Linked DNA regions of Mus musculus: region 2 is linked to region 1. The links are chromatin contacts, called in public HiChIP or PLAC-seq maps. All regions are on one chromosome and are shown on one strand. The core of a region is the stretch at or near the end of the contact, and the rest is flanking DNA. Distances in the headings are between cores, read along the strand shown. Region 1 overlaps Wwox (WW domain-containing oxidoreductase). Region 2 has its middle 230 kb from the start of Gm39256.

Region 1 (6,209 bases), core at 1,724-4,223:
TGTCTTGGGAACCAGTGGAGATGACATTACTTGACAGAGCCAGGTGGATACTGCAGCTCTGGTTAAGGGTCTTGAGAAAGGGGGAATGGGCTGGGTTATCTGAGTAGACTGAACACAGGGTCTTTATAAAGGGATGGAAGAGAGCTGGGAAGACACCTTATTGGGTAAAGTGCTTTGCTTTGCAAGCATGAGCACCTGAGTCCAATGCACAGAACAAAGGTCAAACAAAGCTGGGCACAGAGGAGTTTGCTTGAATGTCTGCTCTCGGAAGGCAGGTGTAGGGAGACTCCTGGGGTATGTGAGAGAGTTAGCCTAAACTATCCCATGAGTTCCAGGCTGGTAAAAGACCCTTACTCAAAAAAGAACCTACTTGGTAAATAGTGCTGGAGGAAAGATAGCCAAGATTGTTCTCTAACCTCTGCATGTATGTGCATGCATGTGCACATGTACACACACAGATACACACACACACACACACACACACTTACTCACGCACAAACACACAAATAGGACAGAAGGCAGGTCAAAGTTAGAGCTTGCATGATGACAGGCTAGAGAAGAGAAAGAGGAAGAGGACAAGGACGAGGATATATGAGCCCATGAAGAGGCTGGGATGATGTGTTTGGCTCCTACAAGAAGGGGTCACATACAAAGGAATGTCACAACCGTCTAGAATCTGTAAAAGGTAAGGAATGGACTTTGCTATAGATGTTAAGATTGGATGACACGTTGATTTTAGGACTTGTGTGCCAGGGTGATGAAATACATCTAGAATTTCGGAAGTGGAGGCAGGAAGATGGAAAGTTTGAAGCCAGCATAGGCTATGGGTGAGACCCTACCTCAGCAAAACAAGGTACCAAAACCCTCCTTCAAACAAAACAAAACCACAGGTAGAGATACACAACAAAACTGTATTCTTGACTGTAAAGACATACATTTGAATTATTAATTCATGCCACTAAATTTGTGGTGGCTTATTGCCACAGTGATGGAAAGTAGATGCAGATGATACCCCCAAGACAGAACCAAAGATAAGATGGAGAGGTGAGAATGGCCCAACACATTACTGAGTGCATTGAAAGGTAGGAGGCTGGTTGAAAAGAGAAGTCATTATATCTGGGTCACTGGAACATCTGAGGGACAGAGGCCACACAGGATGTGTGTCTATGATGGAGGAGCCAAGCCATATTTCAAGCTGCAAGCTGCACACCTGGCAATGAAGCTCTGGCCAGTTTCCCATTAGGCCAAACATCCAGTGAGTATCACTGAATCTCAGGCTTGCATTTCATTCTGCTCCCTCAGAAGTGAAGTCTGTGTGTTATCCAAGCGCTTAATCCCAGTGCGTGTTTCGGAAAGACGCGCTCTCCCTGGCTATTAAATTCAAAACGGAGAAGTCATCTTGTCAGAACCAGAAATGCTCTTTTCAAGGAGCTTTGCATCTTCCAGAGCTCATGGCAAAAATTTGAAAATCTCTCCACAAAGCAGTCACTAACGATGCAATGACTCACAACTGTTATCTGATCGGTCGTCTTACCAAAAACTCTAATACAACAGGGCATTTTAACACTTCAGAACATGGAGGCCTTAATGAGGGTCCGTCAATTGATCAGGCCTACCTAGGCTAGACAGAGGGTTCGGTGAGTAGAGTGTTTGAAGCACAAGGGAGAGAACCACCACTTCAGGTCCCCAGGTCCCAGGAGGCAGAGGCAGAGGATTGTCAGAGCAAGCAGAGTAGCCAGACTGGCAGGATTGCCAATCTCTGGATTTAATGATAGAAATTGCCTCAGCATGTAAGGTCTATGTCTTATGTCTATGAAGATATTTGATGGCAACCTCTGGCCACTCCACTCATGCACACACACACACAGAGATCCCACACGCGTTAGCCCATACACACATACACATGCTTACACATATAACACATACATAGACACGTGCAAAAGAGCAGTTACCAGAATTACAGTTATTAAGTGTCATTCCCAGTCTCCTGAACCCAAGCCCTTCAACAGAGCCCTGTTCTGCTCCCAACATCAGTCACCTTTGGGGTCCTCTGTCTACACAGTCACCCCCCTAGGCCTTTCCGTAAGTCTTCATCCTCTTTAAACACTAAAAGATGAGTCCAGGGCATGCCTAAACAGAGTGGACCTTTGCAGCTTCCATTCTTGGTACCCGGTCCCCTTCTTTTGTTTATAATATCCCAAAGCCCCTTGGGGGTCCCCCTCCCCAGCTGCCACCCGCTGTGACTTTCTCAAGGCATGGTTGTTTAGAAGCTAACGTTACTTCCTGGTGCTAGGAAGGGTCACAGGGCAGAGGCCTCCCTGATGAGAGTTTCGCAGCCTCTGGCTCATGATGTTGGTCCAGAGTGAAAAGCAGCCAGAGTGGCCTAAGAAGAAGCCATGGTGGTGGTCCTACCCTTTGGTAGTACTAGGAGGGGTGTTTGATGAAAACTGAGAAAGAGATAATTAAATCCTTTGGTACCATTTATGAACCTGGATCCCAACAGGCCTAAAGTCAGGCGCACTTGAATACTAGTAGGATCCTGATCCAAAGTGGTTTTTTGTTGTTGTTGTTTTTTGCTTTTTTTTGTGGTGTTTGTTTATTTGTTTATTAGGGGTGGTGGTGGTAGGGGCTTTCTTTAAATCCATTTAAATCTCATCTTTGGTTTGGATCTTGTGTCAGACTGTATTGCAAAAAAAAAAAAAAAAAGCCATCCTCTCTAGAAGAAATCTTTATATACACCGAACACCTGTAAAAATGTCCGATTCCTGGCACGGTGCCATTATTTCTATTTATCTCATAGTTTTCATCTGTGAAGTTCCTTGTGAGGTTTCCTGACACCCTCACAGGAAACAGGTTACACGCAGAGTATTGTTTTCATTTTCTTCTAAACTGACGCTGCCACTCAAAGCTACACCTCTCTCATATCCAGACACCAGCCGTTGCAGTCAGAGCCTCCCACCTGCCCACGTGTCCAGGAAGCCTGTGCCACAGAGGAAATGGCCCCGGCCAAGGTACGATGGGAACTCATCGTGACTATAGAACCTGTCCCGTGATGTCACTGAGTAGGAAGCTTCAGGGAGAGAAACTGTTGTCAGACAGTCAGACAGACAGACAGACAAGAAAGGAGGGGTTCTGTGGGAGTTCTCTCAAAGGAGAATTTTGATGCATCATTATTCAAAAATCTAATGACACGGGAATAGAACCATTAAAATACGTTATTTATTTTTAGTTATACTTCTACTTTTTCCTTTTTCTATTTTGTTTTTCTTCTTCTTTTTGGTAACTCTTGTGGTTCCATTGTATGTTAGGTAAAAGTTCCTTTGAGAAATTCAGATTAAGAAGAAAAAGGTGTATGGGTGTGACCCTTCCTACTCTGAAATGGCTCTTGCAAACCCTTCTGCCCGGTGGAACGGTGTGCATACGATTAGCTGCACACAGGGGGCCCACGGCTTGCATGAGCAGTTAATTTGCTCCACATTTCCAGGCTGCATTATAACCCTAATGATCACTAATAATAGACAGACCCACATTTTATTGAGTAAGTAATTTGAGACATTATGATTTTTATCATGCGAATAGGATTGACCAATTTACATTGGGCCCAGGGAGATAAATAACTGGGATCAATCTCTGCAGTGGCGGGCTCTGTCTCTTGGCAAACTGATAAGCATTGATCAGGAAGGTGGACGTCGTGAGGCAGTAAAGCCAACGAGCTGCTGCTGCGCTCCAGCCAGAAGGTCGGCCAGAGAGCCTGTGTCCACCTGTGACATGATGCCAAAGGCAATGGGGGGGACCTCATTTTGGGAGAGAAGGTGGGCTTTGTGCTCATGGGGCACAGACTCTCAAGCCAGTCCTGTCTCTCCTCTTCTACCTGCATATGACCTTTCATCCAGGAACACACCAGGAGGCAGGCAAGGGGCTGGCAAGATGGTTCAGGGGTTTAAAGGCGCTTGTCGAACATGCCTGGTGACCTGAGTTTTATCCCCAGAGCTCACAGAAAGGAGGAAGGAAAGAATTGATTCCAGAAAGCTGTTCTTTGGACTCCGTACATGCAGTATGTTACATGCATGTCCCGACATAATTCACACACGTGTTGGGCTTTTTTTTTAAGTGCTTTTTTAAAAGGAGAGTTAGGTAGAAAAAGTCTGGGTGTGGTTTATTCAAGAGGATGGAGAATAGGTTCCTCCCCCAAAGTCTGTAAACATAAAAGCAGGGATGGAAGGGCTTCATGAGATGCATCTACTCTGCAGAAAGAACCGAGCAGAAAGGGGATTCCCTTTATTGCCATAGAGGAAGCCACTGAGATCCTTGTGGCTGGGGTGACAATGATGGGGCCTCCAGGTTCTCTGAACTCACACACCAGAGAGTGGAGGAGAGGCGGAGCTCGGGAGCACTTTGCTGAACACTTCTAGAAAGATCTGCCTCAGTTGCACCTAGACACCAGAGCAAGAATGTTTTCAAAGCTCAAGCGCTTTGAAGGTGGAAATAGGAGAATCAGGAACTCAAGGAGGGGCTTGGAGAGATGGGTCATGGGGGAGAGCACACGCTGCTCTCTTGTAGGAACTGCCTTCCATTCCCAACACTGTGTCAGGTGACTCAGGACTGCCTGTGGGCTACAGCTCTGGAGGACTGATGCTCTTCTGGCCTGTGCAGGGGCCTCATGTAGCAAACGCTCACACAGACACATACATGCACGTACATGAAAATAAATCTTTGTATTAAGAGAGAGACGGGGCGTAAAGTCATTCTAAGCTCAAATACGGAGTTTGAGGCCACCCTGGTGCACTGAGATCTTGTGTCAAAAAAACAAAACAAAAAACAAAAACAAAAACAAAAAACAAAAACAACACAGCAAGCCAAATAAACAAAGGAATGGAAATCCTAGCAAACTTTTTTCCCTGTTTGAAGGAGTTATTTGTTGGAAGCAAAAGTCATATTTGGGGTAGGGGATAATGGTTGTTATTCTGGGCCTCACAGACTAACCTGCCTGTCAGTAACATCTGGCTTTTTTCCCTATGCATGTCTAGGCCATGTAAGTCCATACTTTAGCCATTTGTTTATAATTAGAATCATAAAGGTCTTCTTTCTTACTGTTTTTATTTAACCTAATACTACCTCAGGAATATTTTTTTCTCCTTTCTCATATCATCTGTTTTCCCACTTCCAGATGTTTTATTGTGACTCTTAACTTAAGGAGATGCCTTACTGAGGGGAATTTTTAAAAATGTACTTTAAAATGGTTTCTTTTATTATCTTAATTCTTTATTTGTTGCTCAGTTGGCATTTCAGACCAGATCTCATGTAACCCGGCAGCTTGCTGACTAGCTGAACTTCCAGTGTTCCTGCCTCGACCTCCCAAACGCTGGGACTACATGTATGTCCCACTGTGCCTAGTTTATGTCATACTGAGGAGGGAACCTGGGGCTCCCTTCCTGCTTGACAAGCAAGCGCTCTCCTTGGCGATCTGCATCCCTAGCCCCTGGGCTTGGTTTTTGATGTGGCTTTGCTGTCTAGGCTGACCTCAACCTTGTCACAGTCTGCCTAGGGCCTCCAAAGCTCTAGGGTTACAGGTGTGGGCCCTGGTGTCTGACCTAGGGAAGAGAACTATTAACAGAATGCAAACAAGGTGCTAAGTGACATTGGAAAAGCAGTAACAACAACAACAACAACAGAATACAAGGCACCATTGGCACTAAGGGCATGTGTCCCCCCACCTGCCCAGGTTCACGGGGGGGGGGGGGGGGGGGGGGGGGCAAGCAGAGCCCCCCTGGGAGTTAGAAGCTACACACTGCCAGTCACTCATTTGAGTGTATTGTTGAAGAGAGAAGCTAGGAGCATGCTGGAGAGGGCTCTTCAAAAGGGAACTGGCAGGCAGTCACAGCAGTCTGTTTGCCATCAGGAGTTAATTAGCCTTTGGCCACTGAGGAGGGGAGGAGCTTTCCTTGGATGGAGGCTCCAACCTTTAGCTGCAGCTGCTATTGCTGTTGGCACAATCCACAGTCATCCCCCCCCACCCCCCACCCCCTGTCCCCTGCAAGGAGAGCAACCGGCCTTGGGAATGAAAAAAAAAATTTTTTTTAGATGACCTTGAAGGAGAGAGGACAGCTCAGCCTGACTAGAAATGTCAACAGAATCCATCTTTTCCAAACCAATGTTTGCCTCTCCTGGGACTGGAGAGCCTACGTTTCAGCAGAAAACGTAAGGTATCC
Region 2 (6,209 bases), core at 2,658-5,157, 220 kb before region 1:
CAGAGCCCTAACATCTGTTTGAAAGCGAGTCAGTGCCACCTGCTAAGCAGAGCTCAGCTCTGCCATTGTTCGTCCCGTCCCCCAGACTATCTGCTTCTCTGCAGGTGCTTGCATACTCTAGTTCTTTGTGCAAGGTGAGCTGTCTCCCCCACCAGACAGGCTGGCACCACTAGCTCTTATTCCCATTGTGTCCCCAACACATGGGGTCTGTGCATAGCGTCCAATAGGTACGCTATACACACTTCAGAATAGATGATTAATGGGCACAAACTTTTCAGCCTCTTGCCTAGCACTGAAAGCTCGCCATGGCCTGTGAACAGCTTGGGAAGTCCTGACATTCCCTCTGTTTGAATTTCATCCTGAGCTATGCCGTCAGTAAAATAAGATTTGACTCATATATGTCCAGAGAAAGGAATCTAATATGAGGTTGGCGCAGGAGAGCTACAAGGAAAAAGTCAAACAATGAACAGACTATTAAGCAGAAGTTCTGGTCAGATTGGCTAGGCTGTGAGGCACAGGCTGGACCCAGTGCCCACCAATGAGACAGAACCCCTGAAGGAGACAGTGTATTTCCTAGCTTTGGCCTTCTCTCCACCCAACCATCCCAAACTGGTACCCCCTACCTTTGTCCAAAGCAACTGAGATGCTGGTGGGGAAAGACCGGGGGTCCCTGCCATACAGACCAAGGATGAAGAAGCGAAAAGAGATCCTCTCACTCTCCCCAGCACATAGATGACTATTCTGTTTTCCAAAGGCAGCATGGCTGTGAGTTAGGCTTTGGTACTTGTGGCGGGTCATAATGATATGGAAATATCCCTACGTTGAAAGGATGCGCCACTCAGGAGTTTGCCACCACGGAGAGTGCCAGCCTGTGGCCACATACATACTGCTAAATACCCAGGAGGAAACAGGGGAAGTTTAGTTTATTAAACTCTATGCCAGTCACAGGAAGCTTAGGCTAAGCGCCTACAGAGCAAAACCAGGCTCTACAACTCAGAGGTTACTATCTCATGGAGTATCTGCAATGCCCCTTCAGTTGACTGAGAACCAGCCCATCCGAGAAGCATTAAGTTAGCTCTAGGAGTCAGGGGTGTCGTAGATTTCCCCCAGGGAGGAATGGGACAGCACTTGGACTTGGTAGGTAGCACCTTGAAGCTTTATTATGTGATTGTACAGTCCAAATCCCACATCAAGAGTTCTGTCTGTTCCTTATTAAAGTTACTGCATGTAGCACAGTGGGTAAGCCTACAGCCTGTACAGGCAGCTGTGGCTGGTTTAAAACTCAGCTCCATGGCTAAACTTTCCTTACAAAGACCGTTGTGGAACCAGATATGAAGGCACAGGCTTGAACTTCCAAAGCTTTTCAGATAGAGGCAGAAGTATCCAAGTTCAAGGCAAGCCTGGGCTACATAGAGAAATACTGTCTCCCACAAAAAAAGGAGTTAGAAGGGCGGAGAGATGTCTTCATCATTCAGCTACCGCTATGCAAGCTTGAGGACCTGAGGTTGACCTCCTGTGCCAATGGAAAAAGCCTAGCGTGGCATTGCTCTCTAATGCCAGAACTTGAGAGCAGAGACAGGAGCATCCCCGATCAGCAAGCTCCAGTTTCAGTAAGAGACCCTGTCTCAGAAGCTAAACTGGAGATTAATGAAGACACGTTGCATTAACACATTAGCATCTGGCCTACATGCACACAACACACACACACACACACACCTAGCAATTGTAATCATCCAGGACCTATAGTACCTTCTTTAACTGAAAAGGGTGTTTAGAAGGAAAAGATTTCTCCCTTTGGGGCACAGATTTGGTGACCCGTGTAACCAGTCCTGGGGAAAGATAATCGTAGAGCTGAGCCCTAATGAGTTAAGGGAAATTAATATGTAAAGGTGGCCATATCTCTTATCAGATAAGAGCCGGCCTTGTTGAATACTCTGCCCTCTATTCTAAGCTGCTGGGAGAGATAACTTTCTTATCTGATTGGAGGTTGCTTCTCTGCCTGTGGGGTCTCAGATTTGGGATTTTATGAGGATTTTAAAGACAAGTATTCATCCGTGGGGGGGGGGTGGCCTGCCCCCCGGGATTGGCTGTGGGAGGCCGATAGCAGAAGCGGGAACCCAACCTGATGTTGCTTCCTTCCCTGTGACATCACTGAAGAATGATTCCACTTCTCTAAGCCTCAGTTTCCCCAGTCCTGAAATGGGCATGATGTGGCCCCATTCAGGCTCCTCTGCAAAGCTGTTATGAAAACTATGTGTCTGTAGTGGAGATCCTTGTCTGGTGGTCCCAGCTATTCACGGACAACACCTCCTGCCCCCTGTCTTAGACACAGATTCTAGAATGGTCTCGAAACATTGTCTAGTTAAATCATTCCCTCTGGGTATCCCCTTCCAACTGCATATATTTGCTTCTTTCGCATTCTCTCTCACAGGGGGTGGACAGACCATCCCCAGCCTCCCACACGAGTTACAGGGGTGCCAGGGTATAGTTTTATCTTTTCTCTTCCAGTGTCTCATCTAAACGGCCTTCCAATTTAACCATATAGAGAGATCCCATCTCCTCTGTCAGTTGCCCACTTCTGCATAACAACCCCCCACCCACCCAAATCATAAAGGTTCCAAGCTGGCCAGTATTATTGCATAGAAAACCCCTCTGAGTTGGAAATGTGCAGGGCATAGAATGCTCAGTGATGTTGGGTACAGATCTGGGAGAACTCCAAGAGCCAAAGGATTGTAGGGGGCCCAGGCAAGGGACTATCTCTTCATGTGATCTCTCTGGGCTTCTAGCTTGGGTTTCCTTACAGCATGGTGGCCTAGGAGTCTACATGTGGTGGCTCTGTGAGGGAAAAGAAAAAAAAAAACCTGCCCCAAATGACAGAATTGACATAATGTCACTTTAACTGCCCAGTGTCAAATCATCTGCGAAACCTGGACCCACTTCATATTTTAAATTATTTTAATTTATGAGTTGGGGGAGGTTAATACGTGAGTGCAGGTGCCCTTGGAGTCCAGAAGAGGGTTTTGGATCCCCTGGAGTTCCTGGTGTTTGTGAGCTTCCAGTGTAGGTTTTCTGAAAGAGGAGTGCACACACCTAGCTACTGAGCCATCTCTTTAACCCCTGAGCCCATTTCTTGATGTCAGAAATGTCAAAGAAACCTTGGCCCTCTTTAATCTATTATGATGCTTTGTTTTTGAGAAAATCCACCACCCATCCCCCTCCAGTCTCCGGGATTTTTCTTCTCTGCTTAGTGCTAGGAATTGATTGGGTAGAGAAAGCAATCTTCTCCTGGAAGACAAGAGTCAGCTCCTTAAGTAAAGGAGCCGGAACTCATCGGATATGCTAGTTAGAACATAGCAGATTTTAGAGAAAGAGGCACCCTGGGTAGAAGGGCTAGCCAGCAGCATTGAAGAGGAGTTTGTCAAACTCTGACTTGTCTTTAGCCACTGCCTGGCATAGAGAACCTAACCCATAAGAACTTTTCACAAGGAGACAGACCAGTGTGAGTGTGAGTGTGAGTGTGTGTGTGTGTGTGTGTGTGTGTGTGTGTGTGTGTGTGTATGTATGTATGTATGTATGTATGTACAAAGAATTCAGTGTTTAACTGAATTATGCTTCTTCCACATAGGAACTCTTCCGAGTGATTTGGAATACAGAGAAACTGCAAACTGATGTCTTGTTCCTGCCTGGGTAGATGCACCCACCTTCATTATCTATAGGTCACAGGAGGACTCTGGGGAATGAGGGATGGAGAGATAGCCCTGGGCCTCATGCCACCATCCTCACAATAGAACAAGGTCTTCCCTGCCAGCTGCCGGTCCTCACATCAGCTGTGTCTACCCAGGCCCTGCCTCCCCGGGAAGGGACTGGTATGCAGAGTTGAACCCCTCTCAAGGCCGAGGGCCCGGGAGGGCTTCCTCTTTGCCTGCTGTAGAACAGCAGCTGGGCCCCAGAGCATGGCAGGTGTCTAACAGCCCTCGGCAATCCTGCAAAACAGGAAGTGAGAGAGAACACCATATCCAATTGAAACTGCAGTGGACTGTGGGCTGCAATGCTTAATTAACCACCCTTAGTCATTGCACAGATCTCTGTTGTTGCAGGAGAGGGGGGAGGGGGCCAGAGCACACGGAGGACAACAAAGCCGTTTCTGGAATGTGTTTGTGCTTCACTCCCTGGTCCTGTTCACTTATCCTGGATCCTGCTGACAAAAATGCAAGGTGATCACTCTCAGGTCAGGTTCTACACCCAACTCAAGCTTAGATTTGTGCCATCGTCTTTGCACTTTACGATGTGTATTGAGTAAGAATACATTACAGACATTTATTTCTTTTATTTTTAAACAGCTTTTTACATTTATCTATCTATCTATCTATCTATCTATCTATTTATCTATCTATCTATCTATTGTTGGTTGGGGGAATGCCAACCCATGCACGTGGAAGCCAGCAGATGACAACTTGCAGAAGACTGTCTGGGTCTCCAGGATTGAGCTGTCACTGTGATTGCTGGCAAGTGAGAATGTGTTTGTGGGTAGCTCTGAGCATCACTTGACTCCTTGGGATACTCCAGCACATCTGTGCAGGATCACTCTTTCCCCTACATGGGCTATCCCCTGTTCAGGAGGATGTGGATCTGTTAGACTGGGTGTGAGGAGTATCTGAGGAATGGGATTGTATGTTTGAAAGAACAAAAGGGTAGTTACTAAGCAGCTGACACTGAGCTTCATGCTATGACAGGCTTGCTACTGGATGATAGGGGCATGCATCTTAGAAATGAGATAACTTGGGTTTCTCCCTTCAGCAAACATTGTCAAGTGGCTTCTCCGCAGACTTGCATCTAAACTTGTCTTGACTGTTGACTTGGAAAGACATTTGGGTTATTCTTGGAGGACTATAAAACCCAGGGAGATGTGAGTGTATTAAAACCTGCTAAGGAGTGCCCTCTGGCTGGTACAGTGCAGATTCTTTACAATAACTATCCTCTCGACGACCTTTCCAAGTAGGAATTGCCATTCACTTTCAGAGTCGACGAGCTCAAGTCACTGGTATGTGGCAGAACCAGGAATTGAAGACACACTGCCAACCTTTACAGATTCTACAAAGTCCATAAATATCAGGATGGGGAAGGATCTCTTTTGTGGGGCTGATGAGCAACAAGAAATAATTAACTGTCCCATCAAATGGGCCAGAGGCTTACCCAGTGAGTCTCAGAATGGCTCCTGAAAAGACTGCAAATGCAGATCCACACGCACATGGCGGCAAATTTTGCAGTCACTGTTGCTTCTTGCACCCTCCCAAGGCCACCACGTGCTGGGATTTGAACTCAGGACCTCTGGAAGAGCAGTCAGTTTCCTTAACCACTGAGCCATCTCTCCAGCCCTGCAATAAGCTTCTTAAGACAGCAATGTCCATGTCTCACCCCCAAGACATTCAGAGTCAGTGGCTATGGAGAGACACCAAGAGCTTTCATTGTTTATAAATCTCCTCCCACTTTCCACCCAATCCCCAGTTGGCTATAATGGGTATTCCCAAGGACCAGACTAGAGGGAATTGTTCAGCAGCTATCCAAGCGTTTGAACTAAGGCTCTCTTTCCACTGTGTGTGAAGGATTGCACAAAAGAAGGTCATTGCCGAGAGGTGGCTTCATGGGTAAAGTATTTGTCTTGCAAGCTTGAGGACCTTCATTCTATCCCAAGAATCTATGTAAAAACAAACAAAACAAAACAAAATACAACCAGACCTAGTGGTTTCACAAAATCCAAGCACTGGGGAGGGAAGCAGAAACAGGCATATCCCTGGGGCTTACTGGCCAGCCAGCCTCATCAAATTGGTGAGCTCCAGGCTAGACAGAGACCTTGTCTCAAAAGAGTTGATCAGCTCCTAAGGGACAGCACCAAGGTTGTTCTTTTGCTTGCACATGGACTCACAAAAACGTACGCAACAAGTGAACACACACCCACACACCGTGCAGAGGAAGCCATAACTCTAAGGCTGCAGCTGAACTTGACTAAGCAAGGTCCAGCCTGGACTGTCAGAAGGTGGGGCCTATGTAGTTCTTCAGGACCTGATCTGCAATGGCAGGCAATATATCTTTAAGTACCACCAGAAGAGGCACGAGCAAATGTCCACGGGAAACCAGGCATCCCTCAGGAAATGTAAATGGGTCAGGGACTCTTAAAGAATTTAAATGAGCATGAAATAGGTGTAGAGGGT

The links. HiChIP or PLAC-seq counts read pairs in DNA pulled down with a chosen protein or histone mark.
Region 2: a contact with region 1 is called in an H3K27ac HiChIP or PLAC-seq map of large pre-B cells, with 2.5 times the contacts expected there. The contact joins two enhancer-like sites. A contact is called at or near these places in 3 of 484 Hi-C or Micro-C datasets (CD4 T cells, CD8 T cells and Th1 cells) and 5 of 115 datasets of contacts at active chromatin or transcription factors (CD8 T cells, bone marrow-derived macrophages, effector CD8 T cells and 2 more).

The regions. Positions count from the first base shown.
Region 1 is chr8:115,186,730-115,192,938 of GRCm38.p6, reverse strand. All of the region lies in intron 8 of Wwox (WW domain-containing oxidoreductase), which reads right to left. Among named protein-coding and RNA genes, the nearest start is that of Gm39257, 230 kb to the right of the region's middle. Within about 2 kb of position 2,973, at least 57 of the 459 cell types and tissues checked have an H3K27ac peak or open chromatin away from gene starts, as enhancers often do. A contact at or near this core is called in CD8 T cells, Th1 cells and memory CD8 T cells, where this site is marked.
Region 2 is chr8:115,412,064-115,418,272 of GRCm38.p6, reverse strand. No RefSeq gene overlaps it. Among named protein-coding and RNA genes, the nearest start is that of Gm39256, 230 kb to the left of the region's middle. Within about 2 kb of position 3,907, at least 95 of the 459 cell types and tissues checked have an H3K27ac peak or open chromatin away from gene starts, as enhancers often do. A contact at or near this core is called in CD8 T cells, Th1 cells and memory CD8 T cells, where this site is marked.